Linked DNA regions of Sus scrofa: region 2 is linked to region 1. A link is a contact called in public Hi-C data. All regions are on one chromosome and are shown on one strand. Each heading gives the region's core, a stretch centred on a gene start, on an enhancer-like site or on the middle of the called end of the contact. The rest is flanking DNA. Distances are from core to core; before and after follow the strand shown.

What was found. Hi-C and Micro-C count contacts between places; a contact is called where the count stands out from the background.
Region 2: a Hi-C map of skeletal muscle shows a contact between it and region 1, with 8 times the contacts expected there. The contact joins the promoter of FGF1 here to the enhancer-like site in region 1. A contact is called at or near these places in 3 of 5 promoter capture datasets (fetal liver, fetal skeletal muscle and liver), 20 of 47 Hi-C or Micro-C datasets (alveolar macrophages, brain, embryonic fibroblasts and 13 more) and 1 of 2 datasets of contacts at active chromatin or transcription factors (skeletal muscle).

Annotation. Positions count from the first base shown.
Region 1 is chr2:144,190,691-144,197,819 of Sscrofa11.1, forward strand. The region is part of intron 2 of FGF1 (fibroblast growth factor 1); the gene reads right to left. Among named protein-coding and RNA genes, the nearest start is that of FGF1, 47 kb to the right of the region's middle. Within about 2 kb of position 1,366, at least 18 of the 83 cell types and tissues checked have an H3K27ac peak or open chromatin away from gene starts, as enhancers often do. A contact at or near this core is called in mesenteric adipose tissue, omental adipose tissue, skeletal muscle and 1 more, where this site is marked.
Region 2 is chr2:144,238,700-144,245,544 of Sscrofa11.1, forward strand. It overlaps FGF1 (fibroblast growth factor 1), which reads right to left and starts at 2,646. Exons shown (of 6, transcript XR_002341962.1): 1 at 2,216-2,646.

The sequences.
Region 1 (7,129 bases), core at 116-2,615:
TTGGGAGCTACTCTTGGTGGCATACACGCTGTGGGGTTGGATAAATGACATGTGTCCACCATTGTCACGGCACAGTTTTCACTCTCCTAAAAATTCTTCCCCACCTTCCCCTCCCTGAAACCCCGGCAACCACTGATCTTTTTACTGCCTCCACAGTTGTCCACAATGTCCTGTAGTTGGATCATAGCCTATGTAGCTCTTTCAGGTTGGCTTCTTTCTCTAGCCACGTGCATTTAAAGCTCCTGCATGTCTTTTCATGGCGTGATGCCTCATTTCTTTGTAGCTCTGAGTAATATTCCATCACGCAGGTGCACAACTGTTTTTTAGCCCTGGTTTCCCAGGCTGTAATATGGGGTGATGGGTAGCACAGATGAGGGGAGTTCACGGTGATGATAGCATGGAGGCTCCAGGCTCCCTGCTAACTGCCTCTCACTTCCCTCATGTGTCCTTCTGGAACCCCGTGACCTAGGTACTCTGAACACTCCCATTTTACAGATGAGGAAAGTGAAGTCCAGGGAGGTTAACTGATTGCTCAAGGCCAGAGATCCAGCAAAGGATTGGCCTGTGATTCCAACCCAGACATGCTGAGTGCAGGTGTTATTATGGATGCTGTATTCTCCTGGGAAAGTTCTTCTTTTTTTTTTTTTCTTTTTTTTGGCTTTACCATGGCACGTGGAAGTTCTCAGGCCAGCGATTGACTCTTAGCCACAGCTGTGACCTACACCACAGCTGCTGCAATGCCAGATCTTTCACCCACTGCACCACAGCAGGAACTCCAGGCAAGTTCTTAACAGCGTTTGGCACATAGTGAAAACCCGTTACCCACCGCCACCTCTTGTTAGTAGTTTTGAAGCAGAGCCACTAAGACGGTCAGGGTGCAGTTTTTTCCTAACGAGGCAGACAGAGCCCTGGGATGCTGGAAATTCCCTAGTGCCCATTGCCCAGGGGTCACAGGCCTGGGCTGAAACGTCATGTTTGCCCTGAAGAGAGCGCTAATGGCTTTTTAAGCCGATGCTTCTTGGGCACTTCGTGGCTTGGTCATCCCTTCCCACGCTGGGACAATCCGTTTTAGGAAACAGGTGTCCAGGAGCCCAGCCCTGCTCTCCCTACTCCTCCGAAGCTCCTTGCATGTTGCCCATCCCGCCCCGCTCCCCGCCTCCCCACCTCAGCCCAGGGGCCAACGTCTGCAGCCTGGGATTCTGCCCAGTGTCTGGCCCAGGTGTGGGTGCCTGGGCCGCCGGCCGCAGCCCCTCATCATCACGCTGTCACAGCACACGCGGGTGCATGCCAGCCGTCTCCCTGTCCCCTCCACTTCCTTCTGCTCTGGATTTCCAGACAGAGTCAAAAATGGCTTCACATCAAGTAAGATTTGTTTTCACTCCGTGTCACTTTCCATTTATAGACACAGCCTTCTCTGGGAGGCACTGCGCTCCTTCCTCTGTCTCGTTTTTTTCTGGGTCCTTGGGGATAAACTCTTGGTGGTTGTTTTTGAGCCCTGTGGTCAGCAGCCCAGCCAGTCACGCATTCAGATGTCTCCAGAGGGCCAGCGGTGTCCCTTACAGGAGCTGATGCTGATGTTCTGTGGCCTCTGAGACCTCTCTGGAACTGTGCCCACATAGCAGTGTGAAAAGAACTGTCTGACCTGGGCCAGCAGGTGCATCCTGGTGAGACGGTGAGCCTGAGAATTCCAGCTTTCCAGTAGCAGCTGATACAGGCTTCCTCGAGGTGCGAAGAGGGCTAGAAACTTATTCCTGCCAAGTGGGTGCACTCTGATCCCCTTTACATGGATGAAGAAATGAGCACCCAGAAGTGAAGGCCATGGCTGACCAGGGGCTGCATGAGATCCAGCCCTGCTGACTCTCTGGCCCAGCCACCCCACCACCGCGCTCCAGCCCTGTGTTCTGGCCACAGCAGCTTTGGTTTGGGCCCCCGAGTGCACTGTGAGATCTCTGGCCACAGTTCCTTTGCACAAGCTTTCCCTTGGCCTGGGCCACAGTGGCCTCCACTCTACAGCTAACGCTCCCCGAACCATCCTTCACATTTCAACTGCCCCTTCTTCAGGGCTGCCCTATTCAACATCCCTGACCACAGGTTCCATGTAACCTGTCATGTGCTGCCTGCCTCTCGTCATGGCCTCGGTCAAAGTTTGCACTCTGCTTTTCTTTGTGCAATTTTCCGATTACTGTCTGGCCCTCCCTCCAGACCATAAATCTATGAGAGCAGAGGCCTGCGAGTGCTGCCTTGTACACAATTATCGCAGCACTCCCCGTGCTGGACTGACACAGCTTGTTTATTCATCTGTCTCGTCTCTTGGTCTGTGAGTTTCCTGAGGGCCACGTCTGGGTCTTTTGTGAACACAGTGCTCGCCTCAGTCAATATTTGGTGAGTTGAACTGAATGAACTGGATTTAATTGAACAGGGTAACTTGAGAAACAGCACAGGAAAGTTCAGCACATCTGATGGAGCAAGCCCGCAAGATATTTTATTTATTTATTTATTTATTTTGCTTTTTAGGGCTGCACCTGCAACCTGTGGAGGTCCCCAGGCTAGAGGTCAACACCAAGCTACAACTGCCAACCTACACCACAGCCACAGCAACACCAGATCCGAACCACATCTGCAACCTACACCACAGTTCATGGCAACACCGGATCCTTAACCCACTGAGCGAGGCCAGGGATCTTCATGGATACTAGCTGGGTTCTGAACTCAACTAAGCAAGGGCAGGGATTGAACCCCCGTCCTCATGGACACTGGTTGGCTTCGTTTCTGCTGTGCCACACCAGGAGCTCCCTGGAGTGATTTTAGAGAGAAGGTTAGCTTTTTTAAAAAGCCAAGGTCTCTTATAATTGGGATAGCATGCTAGAAACTAGATCCGTAACTTTCTTAAAGCAGCATCGTGTTACGGTTATAAATCCTACTGAAGTGAGGACAGAAGGGTGTCTGCCTCTGCGAGGTTCATCTGAAGTTTAGTAAAAGTCAGAGCATAAATCACCCACGGAATCCCACTGGAGGCTGTGGGATTTGGCTCTGCCAACCCCTGGCCTTGCGTCATTTCCTTATCTTCCCGGGCGGCCTCGCCTGCCTCCCTCCCCAGTGTTCTGGGTGCCGTCTTCGGCCCCGTGATGTTGTGGTCTGGTTGCGAGGAAGCATCCTCTTTGGGGCTAGTCCTTTCCAGGACCCGATGTCCCTCAGTTTGGCAAATGGGCCTAAGGGCTTCCTTGAATGAGAGAGAGAGGGGGTAGGGTGCTTCTCCTCCAACCAGAAGATGGATGAGCAGGATGGGGCGAGCGGGGGTGGTTAGGGGCCTGGGGTTGACCTGGCAGGGTTTCTGGAGGACGTGCCAGGTAACTGCAGGCTCCCACATGCAAACAGGGCCCGGTCTCGGCTCTGCCCACCCCGGCTCCAAGGAAAACGGGCCGTTTTGCAGAAAAGCTATTTTCTTTCATCCTGCCTCCTCCTTCTGATCCTAACATGATGATTATGTGCCTTGGAGGGTTGAATAGCCCCTTTTAAGAAGTTAGAAAGAAGCCATTTCTGAGTTGAGAGGATTAACCTAGTTCAATTGAATAATAGGAGCACAGGAACGATTACAGGTAATTAGAAAGAACGTTATTGAGGCTCCAGTAACTCATTATGATGCTTAGAGCTTTTTCAAGTATTTTGCAATAAAAACACCTCCTGGTTATCACACATGAGGGATTAAAGGGACCCTCTTGTCCCCTTGTCCCCCGCTGTGAACATTGCTGGTGCGTAATAGCTGCCCAGCAGTATTTGTCAGAGGACTAGAGGAGACAGGAGGCTGACCTAAGGTTCTGACAACTTTCTCAAGTGGGGCAGAAACCCACAGTCTCAAACCCAGTTTGAGCAAATGCTTTGGCTCTGGACACATACAACTGACTGCCGTTCTCCTTGGGCTTCTCGACCTAGTTCCCACTCAACCAAACTTAGGAACTTATTCCCGACAGTTAGCAAACTTACATGGAGTCCCACTGGCTTAACTCAGATCTCAGAAGGGTTTTTGTTTTTGCTTTTTTTTTTTAAAGAGTCACCAAGGAATCCTTTTTAAAGAGGAGACCGACTCCTGTGCCCCCTGAAAATATAACACAAATATTGAAAAAGAACATCTTGGGGTTTCAGTGGCTAAGGCAGAAGAAACTCAAAGATGTATTGAAGTTAGAACTAGAGCAATTTTCCAAACAGAAAATCATATGCGTCCTGCCTTTGGTGGGCTGGGCCCAGGCTGGTGCAATGGAGCCTGAGTCCAGAAGAGGGCGCCCTGAGCTAAGTGTGCCGACCTTGGCGCAGAAATCAGGGTCCCTGAAAGAGACTGTTTACATTTCACCTTTGTTTGCCCTGCGTGTTTTTGTGTGTCTCTGCAGCAGTGAGAGCGGGTTTTCCTTCCTCTGTGCCAAAGGATGATCTCCTGCAAATATAATTACACTGATGATTTCCCAGATTCAATACCAAATCCCAGGCACATAAATATGTTAAAAAAATTTTTTTAATGGCCTTCGACCTTTGGTCTCCCTGAAATCTGCCAACAAATTTCCAGCATTGTGGCTCTTTTCACATATTTCAGTGGGCCCCCAGGAATCCGTGTTTCTTCAAATATTGATGCTAGTCCTAAGAGATGGATGTTTACACCAAGGAGAGGAGACGGCTCTTTTTTCTCGCTGAGAGCTATTTGTGTTTGTTCTTATTTATGAGGTTGAAGAATCAGTCACCTGTGTATAGCCCCGCCCCACCCTCTGCATCACCGTTGACAAGAAAGCTGTGCAGTCATCAGATTGGGATCCATGCAAGCCTCATTCTCAGTGTATTAGCCTCCTTGGAAAGACACCTTTTTCCCTGCATTTTTCATCCCCAGGTCCTGAGGGAACAGCAGATAAATTCAACAAGAACTTCAAGGAAACGGCGCACAGTGCAGACTCTGTGACCGGTAAGTCGTCTTGTGGAGGGAAGGACGCCCCCCGGTGTCTGAGGGGTTCACAGCGGCACTCGCTACCGTAGCAAGGACTTGGAAACCATCCTGCTTCAATAACGCAGTGATCAATTATGCAGGCATGCACAATGCAGGCAGCTATAAAAAAGAGCGCTAGACACACATGTACGTCGATGAGGTGGGGAAGAAAGCCCTAGGACAGCATGTGTGGGATGAGTCCATACCTGGCTTTTAAAATTATGTGTGTTTGTGTGGATACAGAGATGGGAACCTGAAAAAAATGATGACCGCCGGAGAGTGGGATGGAGGTGGTGAAAATACATGGCGGGTGTTTCCCAAGTTAAAGGAAAAGGCAGTGACACTTGGAAAGACCTCTGAAAAGAGGGCAAGAACGCTGTCCTCTCACCCTTTCCCTGCAGCCCCCAAAGCTGCTAAACATCTTCCACTTGGAGGACCCTTCCCGCCCTCGCTGGGGCCGCTGGATCCCAGCCTGGCTCTCAGCTCTCCCCCTGGCTGAGCTTCTCCCCCAAAATGTCACCGCCTCCAGCCCCTCTCTGTCACTCCCAGCCCTTGGAGGCCTCTTTCCACCAAAACTGCTCCTGGAAGAGCTCGCCCAGTTGTCCCCCAAAACAGGGTTGGAAACTGGGGAGCCACGAGCCAGAGGTGGCCTGAGGCTGTCTGGTTTGCTGGAGCTGCACGTTGCTTGCAGCTGTTCTTGGTTTATTTGACATCTACTGATGATTAGATTTCAAGTGGACCCGACGCTCTCTGGACTCCGTAACCCTCAGAAGGTCTGACCCATTGTTGCCCACCTTCCTGTGTGACTGGAGCTGAGGGGGCAGCCTGCCTGGGGGGCTCCACTGCTCCCTCCTGTGGACTCATCTGCCCCCCTGGGCTGCAGAGCTTCTCATCTCATTCTAGAACATTCTCCTCCATCTGGTTTCGACGGTAGTGCTGCCCTCTGGGTCCTCCTCTCTACCTGCTCTTACTCAACATCACTTCCTGGATTCTTGGCCCTTAGCTTCCCTTGGCATCCAGCATCCTTCAGGTGTCCTCTCCTAACCAGGTATGTGCTTCTTTGTCGCCCCACGTGCCCTCATCAGCCTCTGCTTCCATCCATGTCGCCAGAATCCCAGGTTGCCTCTGCCTTAATGGGTGGCAGTATAATAGCTACGGAGAAACCCAGACTATAGGGCTTGGTCCTTTGCCTTTCCCTCACCACCCACGGGCATCTCCTACTGATTTCACCTAAGCAGTCCTCACATTTTCATTCCTTTTCTTCCCTACCATCAGTGTCTTGGTCAGGCCAATGAAATCTTGCCCTTATCCAGGGTGATTGCTTCAAATTTTTCTCTCTGTAGCTTCACCACAGCACCTCTAGCTTTGTCCTCCTAAACCACAGATTGGTCATGCCTCATCCTTGCTCAAACCCCCACCACTTCTTCACTGCCTGCAGGCCACAGCCCAGACGTCTTAACTTGGCATTCAAGGCCCTTTGTGATCTGGCTCAACCTTTATTTATTCAGGCAACAAACTGAGAACCCATCAATGGTCAGGCCTTACAGATTCTTTTGAGAAAAAACTAAGTCTTTGTTCCATTGTGTTCTGGGACCACCTTGTCCCTGGACTTTATAGACCACACACACACACACAAATTCATAAATTAAAGGACAAAGAAAGCAAAATCCAGCCTCAAGGAACCACGACAGAGATGAGAGAGGAAAGCCAACTTTAGACCAGTCAGGCATGGCTCCCCTGAGGAGGAGACGGTTAAGCTGGGACCTGAAGGAAGAGAAGGTGCAGAGACGTGGGCAGAGCTCGCTGCAGGCGAACCTCCTCCTCCTCACGCCTGCCTCTCTTCACTCCCTTTTCCTACCTGTTCCATACTGCGTGCATACCGAGCCACCATACCTGTCTACCCTGCTTTCTGGGGGTGTTCCTGTGCCAACTGTGAACTTCTCAAAGGAAGGAACTTTGTAGATATGCTTTGTACGTTTTAGGCTCAATAACTGTGAGATAAAAAACTGGATGAATCGATGGATGGGTAGATAAATGGGTGGCTGGCTGGGGGAATGGATGGGATGAATGGGTGGGTAGATGGGTGGATGGACTGGTGGATGAGTGAATAGATGGGTAAATGAATGGGTGAATCCATGGCTGGCTGGCCAGGTGGATGGATGAATA
Region 2 (6,845 bases), core at 1,396-3,895, 49 kb after region 1:
TTTTTTCTTTTCTTTTTTTTTTTTTTTTTTTTTTGCTTTTTAGGGTGACAGTCATGGCCTATGGAGGCTCCCAGGCTAGGGGTCAGATTGCAGCTGTAGCCACCAGCCTACATCATAGCCACAGCCACACCAGATCCAAGCTGTGTCCGTGACCTACACCACAGCTCACAGCACCGCCAGATCCTTAACCCACTGAGCGAGGCCAGGGATCAAACCTGCGTCCTCATGGATCCTGGTTGGATTTGTTACCACTGAGCCCCAAGGGGAACTCCCTGTCATGGTTATTATGTCACTTATAAAATCAGAATTCAGGATCTCACATACTCCAGCCATCCTCTCTAAGCTATTTAGGGAGGCTGATTTTTTTTAAGTGGTTGGGAACCCCTGACATGTATCAGATGCCACAGAGAGGGCTGGGGATGGAACTTCATTGTCCCCAGGAATGTAAAATTCAGGTTGGGAGGGCAACAAGGCATCAGAGGGAACTGTGGTGCTGGGGGCAGGGCTGTCCGGGTTCAGGAGTGGAGAGGGCAGGAGAGACTGGAGGGGCCAGAGGAGTCCAGCCCATAAAGGCTGGAGGGTTCACATCACAGAGCAGAGGGAGACAGCAGCGGGCAGGGGCGGGAGGGAAAGGGGACACCCATGGGAGCACGGGCGGGGGGGGGGGCCCGGTGGGTGTAGGCATGGGGAGCAGTCTGGGGACTGAGCCAGAGACAAACCTTCTGGTGTCTTTCCCACTCTCAGGGTCCCTAGGAAAGACAGGCCATGGGGTCTGCCAGGCACCTGTTCAGTAGACAGTCACGTGCCCTATGAGACTTTCTGTCACTAAGACATTTTTGTGGACGGAAAGAGGGAGGAAGGAGGAGGAGTTATGTTGGAGGAGTTTTGGCTCTTCATCCAGACAGCCCACCAAAAACGCAGCAGAAAATGGTAAGCAGGGACCTCGGCAGTCCTGCAGCCAGCCCCCTCGATTGTCTTTGGGGACCCCCGCCCGTCATCACTCTCAGGGCATGTGCTTTGGGGTGGAGATGACCAGACCCCATGGCAGGGCTGGGTGCAGTACCCACACTGGCTCTGTGAAACGTGACCCTGAGAGTCTAGCTAGAACTGCAGGGAAGGGGAGCACCGTTCTTGAAGGGGGGCTGTGCCCCCAGGGTGCAGCCTGGAGCGGCTGGCCGCCACCCTGCCCCCAGGATAGGTGAGCCTCCCGGGGAACAGAATGACGCAGGGACACAGAGCCAACAAATGCAGAGAGACAGATTCAGGGTGCCATTGCCTAGGCACCTGGACCCCACCTTCCCAAACCCCTGGCCTTGCCAGTTGCCTAAGTCTCTTCCAACTGGATTTCAGTCCATTGTCCCTAAAAGAATCTTGACATAGTCAAGGAGGTACCTTGTTCCTACCAACATTTTATTGGTTTACCCTCAGCATAGCTATTTGTGGTCCCTAGTGAGGGGCGGTGCGTGTCTCGGAAAAACAGTGCATGTGCCCAAGTGATGGAGACTTTAGCCCGTATCCCAGAAGCGGTGCAGGCACCTGTCCCAGGCTTGGGAGGCAGAGACTAGAGAAGGAAGAAACCATGGCTCCACAAAATTTCTCCCTTCTTCTTTGTCCCTGGGCTCTGCTTTCAGAGCAGTTCTTCCCAAACCCTTGATGTATTCCTTCTTGTTCACAACCAAAGAAATGAATTCTTGGATCTGTTAAGAATATTTTGCAGGGTTCCAAGACATCAGGAAGAGATAGGGTAAGAGGCGGGGGAGGAAGCTCTGCAGACCACATTTGCATTTTCTCCTTTTTGCCCAATGACAAGGGTTCAGCTGGCATCCTTTTGTTTATTTCCTATTTGAGGCAGAGCTTTTCAAAGCTAGACATTAACGTGACTGTAATGGAATCTGTCTAATGGTTCTTCGGAGAAATGTCTTCTTGGATCTCAGCAAAGATAATTCACTTGGTAGGAACCCCTTCCTGCTTCCCTGCTAAGCATTAGACTCACCCAGTTCTTTCTGGAAGCAGGCTGGCCTCCGAGTGAGAGAGGAGAGTGCAGGAATGTTTTACCCCAGCATCCATCACATAGACTCACCCCCGCCACGGACTCAGATCAGGGAGGAGAAGAGGGAGAAGGGGCGTGTGGAGAGCATGCATGCTGAGCATAAGCCTGAAGCCAGGCAGAACGTCCACCGCAATCTGAGCCCCCTGGAGAAACAGGCGCACTCACCTTGGAGCTTTGGCTCTGGGGCGCTTTCTCTCTGGGGCGACGGCAGCTGCGACAGCCTACAAGGTCCACACTGTCCTAGCAGGTCCACTGCAGGCCAGCTGGGCTGCGGCAGGAGGAAGGGATTTCCCATCCTCCATCAGCAGGGAGTGTCCTTCACCAAAGGAGGCGATGCCCTTTTTCCCTGGAGTGCGGGCGGCTGGGTCTGCGGTCCTCTCTCTCCCGCTCCCTCACTGCTGTGACTGGGGCTCGAGGGGGCCCCAGAGAAGGGGCTGCCTGCAGACGGCAGCCCACGCCCGCCCTGATCCAGGTCGTTGGTTCCCCAGCCTTGGGGAGCCCCGAGAGGGAGGCAGGGGAGTGTATGGTGAGGCCACGCTCCCAGGGCCCTGACCAGGGTGGCTGGGGCACTCACAGAAAGTCCAAGGGCAAGTCCTTGTGCATTTATTTCTCCCCCCTCTCATGTGATTTTATTTTTGGACCAAACACAGAAGCTATTTGGGGGCTGGATAGATGCCAGATGAAAGGACAGATGTCCCATCCAAGCTGTCTCCGAGCCACTTTTGGAACCGGCCCGGTTACCTTTCCCTGTGCAAGGCGGAAGGGCAGCCAGAGGGTCTTTCTCCCCAGGTCACTTTTAGTATATCCGAGCAGCTAGTTCAGATTCCTAACTTTATTTCCACCAGCTCATCCCCACCCTTTGAGGATTCAGGAAGGATATGTGTCATGAGCAAAGTCACTGCTTTGTACTGCATTCCTACCGTCAACACACTTCTGGCTGCAGACATAAGAGCCCCTCTTAGCAACCTCGGGCGGGGGGTGTGAGCATGTGACGAGTCAGGCTCGAACCCTGAATCACAGAGATGCTGGCTGTTTCCCCTGGCTGTTTCTGCTTTTAACTCCTAAGCTTGTAAAACTTTAAATATTTAAGGAACTTGGATTTTCACCTCTGATCCTTCCTCTCCAGACCTGCCTGGGAAGCTGGGAAGCCCTCCTGCCTGACAAAATGCCACCTGCCCATCCTCCTCTTCGCGCCATCAGCATGGTTGTTTCTAGAGCCCTGACAGCTCTGCCAGAGGGGCAGAGGCCAGGGAGGGTGAGCTCGCAGAGCGGCAGCTTGCTGCCACTTTGCTCCCTGTCTCCTGAAGCTATAAATTATTGAGACTTCACTGTTGTTTTCATTTCTTTAAGAAGAAAAACAAAAACGTCCATGGTTGATTCATACCCATGACGTCACTCTTCAATTTCTTCCCCCAAACACAGTTTCTTGAAGGGGAAAAAGAATAAGGGTTTTCATCTGTGTCCAGTCCCAGGCCCTGATTCTTGGTACAGGATGGAGAGTCTCTGGCCTCCAGTCTCCATGAAGCCAGTTTCCTATGAATAATTCACTGTGCAAACACACACACCAGAGAAGACTGGGCTGGGCCGCCCAGGCTGGGCTCGCCACTGCCTCCAGGGGAAATTGCCCTTTCTGTCTACTGCCCTGGGGAGGAGCCAGGGAGATGGAGCCTAACAGCTTGTCCAACACTGCCCTCTGCTGGCCACTAGCATGATTCGCCCCAGGATGGTGGTTTTCAAGACTTTCCAATGGGCACCCGGGGTGGGGGGGGTTATTTTTAGAGAACCACTTTCCAGGTTCCCCGTTTCTTTAGGTACTTTTTCATAAAACTGGCTTGCCTGAGAACATGCCTGTGTTCCTAATAATCCTTCCCCTACTGGAAAGCATCCCCCTCACTCTTCACAAACCTAAGGAACCTTTGCCTCAAATATAGAAACCTCTAAGTTCACATTCTCAAACTGGAAGCTTCCTTTAATAATTGAATTCAGCTTCCCTCAATAACTAAGGCAGTTTTTATTTAACAACTTTGTCTCTTCTGTCCCTTGAATTTGAGGGAGAGCACTGTGAAAGCAAACTGTAGAGGATATTAGAGGCAGTAATGATGGGAGTTCCTCTCATGGCACAACAGAAACAAATCTGACCAGCATCCACAAGGACGCAGGTTCGATCCCTGGCCTCACTCAGTGGCTTAAGGATCTGACGTTGCTGTCAGCTGTGGTGTAGGTCGCAGATGCAGCTCGGATCCCACGTTGTTGTGGCTGTGGTGCAGGCCGGCAGCTACAGCTCTGATTCGACACCTAGCCTGGGAACCTCCATATGCTGTGGGTGAGGCCCTAAAAAAAAAAGAAGAAGAAAGAAAGAAAAGGTAATAAGAGTAACAGATTAGTAGATACATTTAAAGAATGATGCCACAGCTTAATTTTTTATTTCCAATATTTACAGTATATGGGAAGCTATTATCTTGAATCTATGTGAACTTTGGAGTGAATATTTAAGATCAATTTTTAAATGCGAGTATGAGTAACATTATTTTTCAAAATGGTTTTAGAAGGTTCAGGAGGGGCAAAGACTCTTGCTCCTGGAGTGCCTCTTGTTGACTGATCATCGGCTCTTATCCATCCATCCATCCATCCATGCATCCATCCATATATCCAACCAACACCCACTGAGTTTCTATGTGTCAGGCATTGTCTTGGGCTGACCCAACACACTGTGGGGAGGTCAGGAATGAGGTCTTAACCTTGAAAAAGGTACCTCCTTATCTGTTTGAAAGGACTGTGGAGACCCAGGAAGAAAGGCCATTTTAATGGGGCAGGGCGGGGAAAAAGCAGGATCAATCTTTGCAGCATCGGTTGTTTTTAGAAAGGCCCTTTGCCTTTGCACAAATACAGTCCGTATTATACATCAGTGGGAACCCCCTTTCCCCAGAAGACATTTGGCAGTTTCTGGAGACAATTTTGGTTGCTGCGACTGGGGTTGTGCTCAAGGCATCTGATGGGTGGAGGCAAAAGATACTGCAAAACCTTCTGCAGTGTCCTTGACAGCACCTCACGTCAATTATCCAGGCTGGCCCCCGAGGCAGTAGTGTTGAGGTTGAAAAATCCCTTACAGATGAGAACGGGCAGGCCCAGTAAGGGTTGACAGTGGATGGGATTCATTCATCAACAAGAAAGTACTTCTTGAGGGCCCACTATGTTTCAGACGCTCTTCTGGGCATAATCAAGGCACGCCAGGTATCTCTCACCAAAACTGTCATCTCACACGGCCTGCCTGGTGGTGTTCCTGTTACCCAGCCTGGAATTCTCAGCATGAAAGTGATGGCAAAACCAGTCTTGCTGTCCATTGAAAGAAGACACAATAATCTATGGAAATGATTCATAATATGGTTGCTAAAACATTGTAATAGTGAAAACAACCTAAATGTCAGGAGGGAAATAGCCACATAATTTGGTTCAGCCATGCAAGGATATACTAGGCAGTCAATTTAAAAAAGAAAAAGGCACATTTATTTGAGATGACACAGAAAAGAGCCTTGAAAGCATTAACTGGGGGAAAAAATAGCTTCAGAATTGCAGGTAGAATGTAGTTGATCTGATTTGTGTTTTTAAGTTGTTTAGATTGTGTGTGTGTGTGTGTGTGTGCGTGTGTGTGTGTGTGCGCGTGCCATTGCTGGGGAATTCCCACCAAATTCTTAAAAATAGCTCCCTCCAGGAAGTGGAAAACAACTGTCACAAGCACAAAACGTGTGCCATGTTCACTGGGAATATTCTCCGTCTGATTCCCCCTTTCACACCAGCGAGATCGTCCCCAGTTCATCCTCCCATCACTACCAGTATACAGCCAGTCACCTGCTTCTGGAGAACCTTCAACTTGCAGGACCATATCCACTCCTTACTGTTAAATCCGAGACCCTTCAAGATTTGCATCTAGCCAGTCCTCGAGGGTCTTCTTGGGAGCTGCTCCTCCTGCCCCAGCCCCGTTCTCACCCGTCCTCCCCAGGGCTTCAGTCACCGTGACCTCACCGTACTCTTTCAAGACGAGCTCACCTCTGTGCCTGCAAAACAGCCTTCTTCTTCTACTTGTATTAGATAGACCAGGTTCTACCGTGGTTGTAAATGACTCCCACATGACTGTGACTGAAAACAACAGGGGTCTGTTTGTCACACACCCTCAGGTTGGCCCGGCAGCTCTAGCTCTGCTCTGTGTCACTCTCAGGTCGGGACCCAGACGGACGGAGCCCCAGCCCTCTGTTTTTAGGAAGGAAAGGAGATGTTTACTTTCACAGTAGCCCTTGGAGGGTACTCCTACTCACCTCATTGGTTGAAATGAGTCTTAGGGCCACACCTAACCTAAAATGAGGGGGAGAAGTTCAATTCTATTATTTACTTGGAAGGTGGGGAGTTGTAAATATTTGGGGACCTTGAATTATATTATCACTCAGGGTTGGGGTTAAGATTATTGTTTAGGGTTAGGCAGCTAACCCTAAACCCTAACCCTTAGAAGGTTGGAAGTTATAAATAAGCCCTAACCCTAACCCTTGGAAGGTGGGGGATTGTAAATATTTGGAGACCTTGAATTATATAATCGCTGGCTGCAATATTATATATATGTCCCCTAAGTCAAGTGTGCTGATCATGTTCAGATAATCTACATCCTTACTCATTTATCTGGTTATCTCTTGTGCTTTTTTGGTCAATATTAGCTTCATATTTTTGAAGCTACATTATAAGATGTGGTCTAGTTTTAATCACCGTATCTTCCTTGTGAATTGAAATTTTTATCATTATGATGTATCCT